Regions from separate parts of the Mus musculus genome. Here region 1 is linked to region 2. Evidence: chromatin contacts called from public Hi-C data. All regions are on one chromosome and are shown on one strand. Each heading gives the region's core, a stretch centred on a gene start, on an enhancer-like site or on the middle of the called end of the contact. The rest is flanking DNA. Distances are from core to core; before and after follow the strand shown. Region 1 overlaps Celf2 (CUGBP, Elav-like family member 2). Region 2 overlaps Fam107b (family with sequence similarity 107, member B).

The links. Hi-C and Micro-C count contacts between places; a contact is called where the count stands out from the background.
Region 1: a Hi-C map of CD8 T cells shows a contact between it and region 2, with 5 times the contacts expected there. The contact joins two enhancer-like sites. A contact is called at or near these places in 2 of 484 Hi-C or Micro-C datasets (CD8 T cells and natural killer cells) and 2 of 115 datasets of contacts at active chromatin or transcription factors (memory CD8 T cells and regulatory T cells).

The regions. Positions count from the first base shown.
Region 1 is chr2:6,704,427-6,710,075 of GRCm38.p6, forward strand. The region is part of intron 2 of Celf2 (CUGBP, Elav-like family member 2); the gene reads right to left. Among named protein-coding and RNA genes, the nearest start is that of Celf2, 180 kb to the right of the region's middle. Within about 2 kb of position 3,070, at least 128 of the 459 cell types and tissues checked have an H3K27ac peak or open chromatin away from gene starts, as enhancers often do. A contact at or near this core is called in CD8 T cells, memory CD8 T cells and regulatory T cells, where this site is marked.
Region 2 is chr2:3,728,707-3,734,513 of GRCm38.p6, forward strand. All of the region lies in intron 1 of Fam107b (family with sequence similarity 107, member B), which reads left to right. Among named protein-coding and RNA genes, the nearest start is that of Fam107b, 18 kb to the left of the region's middle. Within about 2 kb of position 3,120, at least 86 of the 459 cell types and tissues checked have an H3K27ac peak or open chromatin away from gene starts, as enhancers often do. A contact at or near this core is called in CD8 T cells, memory CD8 T cells and regulatory T cells, where this site is marked.

The sequences.
Region 1 (5,649 bases), core at 1,820-4,319, 3.0 Mb after region 2:
TGTATGTAAAGCACATGTAAAGCCATTTGCTAATAGATCATCTAGTTCCAAAGAACAGCTAACATTTGCAAGGAGACATGGCAGGCTAGAGATTACAACATTCTGCACGATTATCTTAACTTCGTGCTAGTCGTTCTTTATGTCTGTCCTCTCTTGTCCCTGATAATAATTTGGTTCTGTGCGTCACAATCTACGTTCTCAAAGGTAAACAAGGAACAAACCAACAAAGGAAGAAAGCAACTCTGAGGTCTGGAAGAATTCCATTCATCACGCCCTTCGAGGATCTTCTAGGGTCACACCCTAAGGTAAAGCCCATCATCACCTTACAGCTCCAAGCACACACTCACAAAGTGGGGTTTTCACAGCCTCATAAAAATGGTAGATGTGTTGGCACTCAGTGAGCAGAAACTAGAAGTGGGTAGAAACTACGAGGTCATTTTTGTATGTGGTCACCTCCCTTTCACATCAGTCCCTGTCAGAACAGAGTTGTTCTGAGGACTGCAGCATGGTTCTTCACACCAGAGCCAAAGGAAACATCTGTAGGACTGGCAGGGTTTCAGGTGAGCACACTGCTGAGAGGCCCAGATCCTATTGTGGAAGAGATTGAGACTACACACCAAGTTGTTCTTCTTCCTTTTTTCACTTTAAATGTCAAAGTGCTTCACTCTACAGTGACACCCTAAAGTGACTCCCTTACTTTTGTTTTAGTTGAAACAATATCATTTCATGCTCCATAGTGTGCCTACCAGTTGACTCAAACCAGGAATACAATGGATTCTGTATTTCAAATATGAAAAGAAAAAGATGAGCTGCTGGGATAAGATAGGTCTCTCTCTCTCTACAGTAATTGGCTGTGTGAAGGCACTGCATTGAGTTCTAAATGTACTGATGGGTTAAAACAACCACATGGGCATGGTAATGCACATCTGCAGTTTCTTTAGAGGCTAAGTGGGAAGATTCTGAGTTCAAGGCCCTTCTGGGATATAGGACTTTGCCTTAAGAAACAAACAGAAGCAACAAATGAATATAAAAGACAAATAGATAAAATGGCCTCTGAAAGCAAGAAACTGAAAGTTCAATAAAAGTGCACACACAACTGCAGCATAATACAGAACACACGAGGTATCGAGGGAGGCACAACGTGCCCTAGATATTTCTGTGAGAATATGTAATAAGAGTGGAGAGTAGGCCCTTGGCACTATCCAGGCACATAAGCAGTCTTTAAGTATCCATGCTGTAATTACTGCCATGACACTGAGGACTGCTTTTACTGAAAGGCCAAACTGCTTTGAACAAAGGCTGTTCTCATCTAACTTGTACTTCCGCTTCCTCAGCTGAAGAAACAGCTTCTTGGACATAAGGCATCCACGAGTGCTCTAAATTAGGATCTCCTTTACTTAACTGTGTAACAACCCCGTGCGGCTTTGTTGATTAGGAAGCTAAGGCAGGAGAAATCAAGCAGCTTATTCTAGATCATGGAGGGGTTGGAGGTCAGAGACTGAGGGCAGTTACGATCTTACTTCACACACCCTGTTCTCAATCATGACCAGTAACTTTTTCAGTTATACCATCATTCAAGTCCATACCTTTTATGTAAAGTTAGTGTTCTATCTGGTAGGCGAAGGGGAAACAGAAATTAAACCTGGCACAGAGATGTACTGAAGCTAGTAAAGCGCATATGCCCCAGTACCAAAAGTGTCAGTTCAGCAATTTATAAAACGCACTGTCGGTCTGCTCCTTCTGGTCCCAAGTAACTGAGGGTTATAAATGCGTCAATAAATAGAACCACACATAAGAAGCGCCTCAGTTCTGTACATTTTGGAGTGCTAACAGACATCACAGCAGGATTGTGGGTAGAGCAAACATCTTTTTTAAAAAAAAGGTGTGTGTGGACAACTTGGTGACGTCTGTCCTTACCGACCCCTTTCATGTGGGTCCTGGGGATCAAACTCAAATCATCAGCCTTGTCCAACAAGCACACTTAACCAACGAGTCATCTTGCCAGCCCAAGTGAAAACTTCCTTTTTAGCTGTGCTGAGTAGAGGTTAGGTGCAGCCTTCCCTGAAACCTAGTAAGTTCTACTATTAGAAGTCTGGTTTTTAGTGTGTATCTGGCAAGGTAATGCACACATCGAAAATGAACACAGAACAGTACTGATATTCTTTTGTTTGATTTGTACATTACTATTGTTAATATCATTTCTTTGGTCACAGCTTTAAAAAAGAATGTTACAATTCCCCTTTCTATAATACATACATGCATGTGCAAGCACAGACAAACACAAATTCAACTATAAAATGGTACACTCTACTCCAATTTCTAAAAGAGTATTAAAACGCTGTGGACCTAGACCACGCTGTCCTTGTATTTCCAGGCTACCTCACACTGTCTATCACATAGGGATGGCAGTGTAAGCGCACAGATGTACAGAAGCTTGTGCCTGCTTGGTGAGAATAACTAAAAACGGGTAAGCTAGTGCTAAGCCACAAAGTAGAGCTCATTTCATTCAGTCAGTCTTCGGAGAATTTTGAATGTCTCTCTCATTCTAGACACTGATCGAGGCATAGGAGTTTTTGGAATACAAAAGACATTCTTCTAACAAGAAATGTATGAAGATTTATGAAAATAAGTCTTAAAAACTCAAAAAGATTTTCAAAGTGTTCATCGAGCTTTGATTTTTAACAGTATAATATTATATGACTCTTTTTATTTGAAAAAAAAAATGCCAGGAACAAAAAAGATGGAGGCTAAGCTGCCTTTTGAACTTCATATACACTATTAAGGTTAAATCAAGGTCACAAGAAACACACATGGTTTAGGTAAAAGAAGCAAGAACATTAAAAATTACTCTGAAAGATGTGTTAGATTTTAAGACTAGATCAGCAATTTTCCTGGGATTATAAACTCTGTTCAAACATACCACTTAATCTTTGTTTCAGGTTCCTGTTCTATAAAAGAGGGTCCATTTTCCTGAGGGGGGGAGGGGGAGTGGTTGAGGGCAAAGGAGGATGCAGTGTGGTTTAACGGTTTCCTGACTTTAAAGTCCTCTCAAAGCACAGTGTTTTCATTGCAGACATGTGATGGAGAGTCGGTAGCACAGGACTGTTGCTAGGGCAGCTCACCACAGTTCTATTCACTCTCATGCAGCTCCTTGGCTGATGCATGGTGAAGGAAGCCAGAGCCAGTATCTCTTCCTTATCTCCCAAGCATCCCAGTCCTGAGGATGTGTGGCAGGTCCACACACTAGTGATGAGCTTGGTTAGACAACCACATTCTGCCATGGCACTGAGCTTGGTTAGACAACTAGGTTCTGCCATGGCACTCCCCTTTTGTTTCTTAAATGATCTCAAACTTATTGGCCTTGGGACTTAACTCTAAAGTCTGGCATGTCTGGCTTAAAAGCAGTGCTTCCAAACACAGATTAAAGCACAATTAGATAAAGACTAAAACCTAAAAGAAGCAATTTTTAAATGTGGTATATTTACTCATTACCCTTTCTTAAGTCTTTTTCTACCTTCACTCAGATTAGAGCAAAGTCTTGGCTTCCAGAAGCATTTTCTCTGAAGAGTCATAGGCTTGTGGAAAGACTGTGTTTTCCACTTCTCGAGTTGAACAACTCACACTGGACTCACAAAACAGCTAAGGCCTGTCACCATCTGGCAGCTGTATGATGGCCTGTGTAAAATGAACTGCTAGTCACAGTTGAGCTCCCGTTTGACAGATGTCCACTTCACAAAGAGAGTAACACACTCAGCAGCCTGGTTGGCGAGGAGTGGGGACTGGGCCTGGAAATGGCACTTACTTTTCTCTGCCTAACTGGGTTGCTTAGTAAAAGACCAAGTGACACTGCAGTAGGACAGAGGGCACGCAGCAGGTAATGTGGCAAGAGCTCCCAGTCAAAGTTTACCTTCTCCCAGGAACCCTGTGCTGCTGTTTGTTTGTTTATTACTTGTTTTAATCAGGCTGTGTGAATTGAGCTACACATGGTTGCCCTCTAAGGCCACTGTTAAAACACATCAGCTTCCCTCAGGATCGATGGAGATTGTAACTGCCCACAAACCTCTCCTCCCCTTTCATTACAGTATGGGGGAAATGTTTTGGAAACAGCAGGAGCTAAAAGATCTCCTTATCCTGTCCTGGGTTAATCAGTATCATCACCAAAGTGAACAAGTTACTTAAGGAGTCGGAAAGAGAAAGGACAAAATGGCCCTTCACTATAAAATGTAATTCCTTATTGAGTATTTTACAAAAGACTTTAAAATATATACAAATAAACAAACCCCCCAAAGTCCAGTTTTGTTTTGTCCCACTGAAGCATGTTGCTCAGTGTCAACACTGAAGCTGGATGCTCCCTGTCTCTATTAGGAGCAGGGAGAAGGACAATGTGCCTGGAGGGCAGCAGTGGTGTGCACAATGTAGTTGTTCTTTCACTGGTTACTCTCAATGCAGTCAAGCATGTGGGTTATATTTTCTTTTAAATAAACCCATATTCTGTTGCTAAACATTCTCACAGACATAAAGAAAACAAATACCAAACTAAGCTGATTTAAAGAAGAACCTTCAAAAGTCCTGTGGAAAGTGAGAATGATTAGCCATATTCACTTTCTTATGCAGCCATGCTCATGTACACGTGTGTGTGTGTGTGTGTGTGTGTGAAATATGGCAACAGGACCAATTCCGAATTACTAGCATTTATCATAATATTTTCCTAGTAAACACAATTTAAATCTTTCTGGAAGGGATACATGTATTAGATAATATATGTTTTAGAGAAATGTATCTATCAAAACTGTTAACACATTTACTTCCTTTTCAGTGTTGTGGTTCCTGTAAGAATTTTCTTCCCCCAAAACGAGGTCTCTGAAAACAGTGTTGGTTCTGGGTAGGGAGAAGGGGCTAAGAAACAAACTAGCCTCTCAGTGAGATGACTTCTCATTACTGACATAGTTCTTAGAGATTCCTGCCACCCAAGTCAGTGAACCTCCTCTACTGCAGAGAACACAGATGTAAAACCAACTGCTGTCTTCAAAAGTAGACAATAGCTGGCAGCAAGAGAGGTGTGCAACAGCTAACCAAGTAACTGGCATAAGCAACGAAACGTGGTTCAGAAGGAACGTGTTGCTGAGAGTTCAGTTGTAATGTCAATTTTGAACAAACCATAAAGTCAGCATGTAAATGATAAAAATTTAAACCTGAAAATCCTCAGAAAATATTAAATAATATTAAACAGTCCAATATGTAGAGGGATGTAGCCTAAGATCTATGCTACTAACAGGATGCCCAAGGGAAACAGGGCTAAAATAAACGGGCATGCCATTATCTTAAAGGGGTCTGCCATCTTGAATGTCAAGAGCACTGGGATCAGGAATTTGGAACACTAACTTAAGCTTGGGATTTAATGAGCTCCTCCAGAGGCTCTGATTCCGAGTAACCAACCGTGTTGCCACCTTCTCAAGAGATCACTGACATATCCGACTATTCTCATCCCTTGACTCATTCTACCACAATCTTCTAAGTATTAAGAATACTTACCTCAACTGTGTCTATTTTCTAGGTACATAATTAAAACACTCAAGATTTTCCTACCCAAAAGATCCAGAATGAACATTTCATAGCTTATCCAGCTTACAAAGCCAGGTATTAGTCATT
Region 2 (5,807 bases), core at 1,870-4,369:
GAACCTGGAGGCAGGAGCTAATGCAGAGGCCATGGACTGATGCTGCCTACTGCCTTGCTCCCATGGCCTGCTCAGCTTTTCTCCTCCCCCAATAACCCAGGACCACCCACAGGGAGCTGAGCCTTCAACCATGAATCAAGAAAATGTCCTGCCAGGCAGTGGTGGCATATGCCTTTAATCCCAGCACTTGGGAGGCAGAGGCAGGCGGAATTCTGAGTTCAAGGCCAGCCTGGTCTACAGAGTGAGTTCCCTAACAGCCAGGGCTACACAGAAAAACCCTGCCATGAAAAACCAAAAAAAAAAAAAAAAAAAAAAAAAGAAAGAAAGAAAGAAAGAAAGAAAGAAAAAGAAAAAAGAAACTGGCCCACAGCAGGCTGGCCCACAGCCTGATCTCATGTTCTTAGTTGAGGTTCTCTCCTCTTAGATGATGTTAGCTTGTGTGACATAAATCTCTCCAGCATAAAAGCTAATTGAAGAATGGAGGGGACACCTCTCGGCATAAAAGTGTGGGTGGCTGTTAGTTTGGGCTGCTAGATGTTGAGTGTCTTAAGTGACCATCATTCCCTTCTTATTTAGAGGCAGAGAATGCCAGGATGAAGGCACTGTCAGGGTCAGAGTTAGGAAGGGCCTGCATTCAGGTTTATGGATACTTCTTGCTATATCCTGACATGGCAGAGAGGAAAAGTAAAACACTTTTCTTCATCCCTTCTCCAAGGGTGTGAATTCATCACAAGGGCTCGACTCTGCATTTCCTTCACAATGTCCCACTTCCAAATACTATGGCATTTTGGCTTAGGGTTCAAAAGGATAGATTTAGGAGTGACACAAGAGACGATCTGTGGTGTAACCAAAGCGATCAGTGGTTTACACTCCAAGGGAAGGTGGCAAGGTTGGTTCTGAGATACAAGGAGGTGTTCTGCAGAGAAGGGAGGTCTTCAGGGGTCCAGGATGGATGTGGAGGTGAAGGGTTGGGAGTGGGAATGGGAGAAGGAACAGTGTTGGTAGAGGTCAGGAATCTAGCACATAACCAACCAGAACTGGTCACCCAAAGCCAGGAGAGCACTGAAGCTGAGAGGTGACCTTGTCTAGGGTGTTTGCTGTTTCTCACAGGCCTGCTACTTGAGAAGTGTTTGCTGGTTGAGAGTAGCACTATGCTCAAGCAAGTGAGATCCAGGGTCCCGTGTTAGTGGCAGGCGGAGAGCAGGAAAGAAACTAGCACAGGGTCAGTATTTGTCCAGGCTTGAGTGATTAGTCCAGGTATTGTTAGTAACAGCGTCTTTGTGCACTCTTAAAGCAGTGATGTGAATGTAGTTGTTAAATACAGACACCCAGCGTGCATGCACATGGTTGCAGAGAGATACTCATTGCGTGTGTGAGTGAAGATTTGTCCCACAGGGGCTTCTGTGGTGTGTTGACCGTCATTGGAGAGACCTGGTTGTTCTCTTTGCATATTTACTGTTTGAATTCTAAAAGACACTGTGCCTTGTGGTTCCCTGAGCTCTCTTCTCTGGGTTTGTTTTAGATGACTGTCTGTTTGCTCAGCTAATATGGAAACTTGAGTCCAGCATATTGCCATGATATCTGTTATTGTAGCTCTTCTGGATTCTCTTAGGAGACAGTGGTCTTTTCTGGGAGCTCCTAGGAGCTTAGTAAACCCCTTAAGACATAGCTGGCTAGGACTGTATAGAAAAGGAGGCAGGGGAATGCAGAAGAAGAAGGAGAGGACGCTGAGTTCTTTTACTTTCCAGCCTGGTGAGAATTGGTTTGGGAAGCCTTATTTTCCTTGACTTCTGGGAAGGTAGGGGTGAGGGAGTGAGGTCAGCGGGAGGAGTCTGGGGTCCTCAGAGTTGCTTCTTCAGGCAGAAAGTGCCCCAGGCTTATGGTACTTGTGGTGCTTCAAGAGTGAGGTTTTTATTTGAGCCGTTTTATTTGAAGGCTACCATATGTAGATTATTACCATGCCCGAGGTGTCTTTGTTTGTGGTGCAAGGGGATGGAAGACCCTGGGTCCTGAACGCTGTGGGATGGGAAAGCGTTCCCATGGGACATGCCTTTCCCACCGTGGGGTTGTTCCTGTGCTCACTTGATTATGCATTGAGGTTTTCCAGGTCTGGCTAGAAACAGGAATCTGTTGTTCCAATCTTTGAGTCCCCTGTAGGGCTTTCCTGCTTCCTGAAGTTGGGCTCCTGACACTGATGTGGCTGTACTCAGGCGGATGTGGGGTTATCTCCACGGGGGCTGAGTGCGCTTCAGAACGCCCTGTCTAGCTCACTCCCCTCAGCTGGTGCTTGTCGGAAGCTGAGATCTGCAGGAGTAGCTGGGAATTCCTTTATAAGGCGGTGTCTCCTTTTGTGTTTCTATCATTTTTGTTTCACGCATCCTGAGTCCGTTTCCCTAAGGGCCGTGACACCAGCAGGCCTCAGGGAGAAAGCCTCATCGTGCTCTTTGAATGGCATCTCAACCATAGCATCCAAGCTTGGCTCCTAAAAGTGTCCCACAGGGCTGAAATTCAGAAGGTCTTCTTAGCAAGAGATGGACTTGGGTTTCTTTTCCTTCCCTCTGTAGCTGCTTCTAGCTGAACTTTTCCTTTTTCCTCCATCTGCTTGATAACTGCAAGTGAGTCTCCCGTCTCCACCCACCCTATCTTGATGATTTGGGTGGAGTGGTGTGTCCCTTTTTAAAAAACAAAGCAAGACAAAAACAAAACCCTTAAAACACACTAAAACCCAGAAGGGCAGCTGGGGAGTCGGTAGTGTGTGCTCAGAAGGTGCACCCGTATCCTGTTGTCAGAGCTCTGCGGTCTGTCCCGTGGTTCTGCACTGCATGCCCCTTATTAGTAACAGGTAGACGCCCTGCAGTCTGGGGTGCATATATCTGGATCTTAGTGAGACCCCAGCTCTCGTTAGCCAAGGGGTCTATCCTCACTTCTTTTCTCTTTCCAGTGCTTTAAGTTAAGACACGGTGTGAGAGGATGGAATTCCACTGTTTGGGTCCACCTTCTGTGTCTGCAGTTCACCAGGCAAGTAAAGTATCTATCTGCCTGAGTTTGTTTCCTTGCGAGTAGAATAGGAATGGTGCCCTTGAGTGGGTTCACAGCAGTGCAGTCACTTGCCCCATGTGCCCGTGTAGAGAAAGCACTCAGTAAGACAGCTGGCAACATTGCAGGTGCTTGGCACTGAGAGCATGTACCACAAAGCTCTGTTCTTGAACATAGGCTTGCCCGCGTGTTTACTTTCTAGTCATGTCCGAGTGAGCCTTCTGGAAACGTTACATGCATTTATGGGGACAGCACAGCTAAGGCACTTTGAAGCTGAGTGGTGTGTCCAATCGACCCACCCCTCCACATCCAGATTCAATATTCACAGGATAATAACAGTGTTATTAATTTCGAGGACAGAGGTTTATTCTAGTGTCCCACAACCAGAAGAGTCACAAAGGATCCGCCAGCACTAAGCTAGAATTGAAATGGCCAACCTGGACAGACATCTGCTGCAATTGTAAACAGTATGGAACCTTACAGTATGTCTTATACCAAATGGACATCATTTTAAAACACTTGGCTGGTGTGGAAACCTTCAGGGATGCAGGAAGTAGGCGTCCCAGGCACGTCTAGGTGTCTGTATAAGGCTGCATCAAAAGGGATGTCTCTAGACATTTTCTAGAAGAGTTGGTTTCTAGTGGTCTGAGGCTAGACCTGAGGTCTCCACGTATAAGGGTGAGTCCAAGTCTGGTCTTGCTGCTGCTCTGTCCTTGGCCTGGTTTCCACTAATGTCCCTTCTTGTACTTGCCTAGGCCTTTCCTGTTCCCTAGCTACCTCTCTGGAAAGGCCTGCAGAGGCCTTGGTCCCTCTTCACCTGCTTTGTTTCCCGTCCTCAAAGCTTATCAGGTACATTGTAGACAGTGTGTGTGTGCTTGTTATTGCTGGCCCTTCCATCTTGTACGAGCTTGCTCTGTGCACACAGGCATGTGGTGTGTTTGTCCTTAATTTACTGGAGCCTAAGGTGTCCTTCAGCCTGGGGAACCTCCTCTCAGGCTAGCTAAAGTAGCAGGACATGGGCTCTCTAGCTCTTCATCCCTGAGGATGGCTGAATACTCCTCTGTCTCAGTGAGTTTGCAGACGGAAAGGATATTTGGGGAGATTCTGCAGAATACGTTATTTTGAGATCCATCTTGGTCTGAAGTTAAGATTCTGGGAGAAGTGAATTGAAAGCCAGGCATAATCTATGCCTTTGGCCTTTAACAGCTTTTTTAAAAATAGAAATTAGGAAAGTAGCCATGTGTTCATTGTACTTGCATTTGTGTGTGGATGAATGAAGGATATTGTCTGCACTGTTGCTCTTTGTTCTTTAGCTAAGCCATGTGGGAAATGGCTTCTACACCCGTGTGCTAGGAGTTTTTTTCCTTTCCCTAGAGAAAAATTGGATGCTATTTTTTTTTCTTGCAAATGAAAAATATGTAACTTTTTGGTTCTGGACACCAGGAAGCAGGTAATTCAGTTAACTTTCAGACCTGGAAATTACATTATTCCTGACCCACTTTGTGTATTGGATCCTTTGACTTTCTAATTCTACTTTATTTATGTACTTGTATAGCTAACTTAATTTATATGTACAACTCAACATTTATAGTGCCATTAGTTTTCTTGAAAAAATGGCAAAACATTTAAAATAATTTTATGTTCTTACATGGGACACTGAGGATGGTCCTTCTGTCTCTCTCTTTCTTTCTTCCTTTCTTTCTTTCTTTCTTTCTTTCTTTCTTTCTTTCTTTCTTTCTTTCTTTCTTTTCCTTCCTTCCTTCCTTCCTTCCTTCCTTCCTCCCTCCCCTCCCCCCTCCCTCCCTCCTTCCCTCCCTCCCTCCTCCCTCCTTCCCTTCTCTCTCTCTTCCTTTCTTTCTTTCTTTCTTTCTTTCTTTCTTTCTTTCTTTCTTTCTTTCTTCCTTCCTTCCTTCCTTCCTTCCTTTCTCTCTTTCTCTCTTTCTCTCTTTCTCTCTTTCTCTCTTTCTCTCTTTCTCTCTTTCTCTCTTTCTCTCTTTCTCTCTCTCTTTCTCTCTTTCTCTCTCTCTCTCTCTCTCTCTCTCTCTCTCTCTTTCTCTCTCTCTTTCTCTCTCTCTTTCTCTCTCTCTTTCTCTCTCTCTTTCTCTCTCTCTTTCTCTCTCTCTTTCTCTCTCTCTTTCTCTCTTTCTCTCTCTCTTTCTCTCTCTCTTTCTCTCTCTCTTTCTCTCTTCCTTTCTTTCGGTGTAGATGGTATATAAAATGTGTGTATGTCTGTGTGTGCACATGTGTTTATGTGGGCAAATGTGCAGCACAGTGCCCATGTGGAGGTCAGGGAACAACCTTGGGGTTACTTGTTGAAGACAGGCTCCCATTGTCTCTAATGTGTATTCCAGGCTAGCTGGTTTTAGGTTTCAGAGGATTCTCTGCCATCTTGTCGGTGGATCACTGGGACAGACATAAACAGAATAGGGCAGAACTGCAGGTGGGCATAGCCGTCAGAGCCCATTCCTAATGACCTCCTAGCCTCAGCTTTATATGTATGCTAAGGATTCACACTGAACTGAGCCATCTCTCAAGCCCTGCAGCCAAATTTCTTTTGGAGTGAGACCACCTGACCCAGAGCCTTGCCCATGCTGAGTTATATCCCTACTCCTTAATGTTTTGCTATAAGGTATTGAATTAATAATTAGTTAATAAACCCAATGCAGGGTTGCTTCCCACCTCAGTGGTTGATGTTCTGGAACAAAACACACACACACACACACACACACACACACACACACACACACACAGACACACACACACACACACAC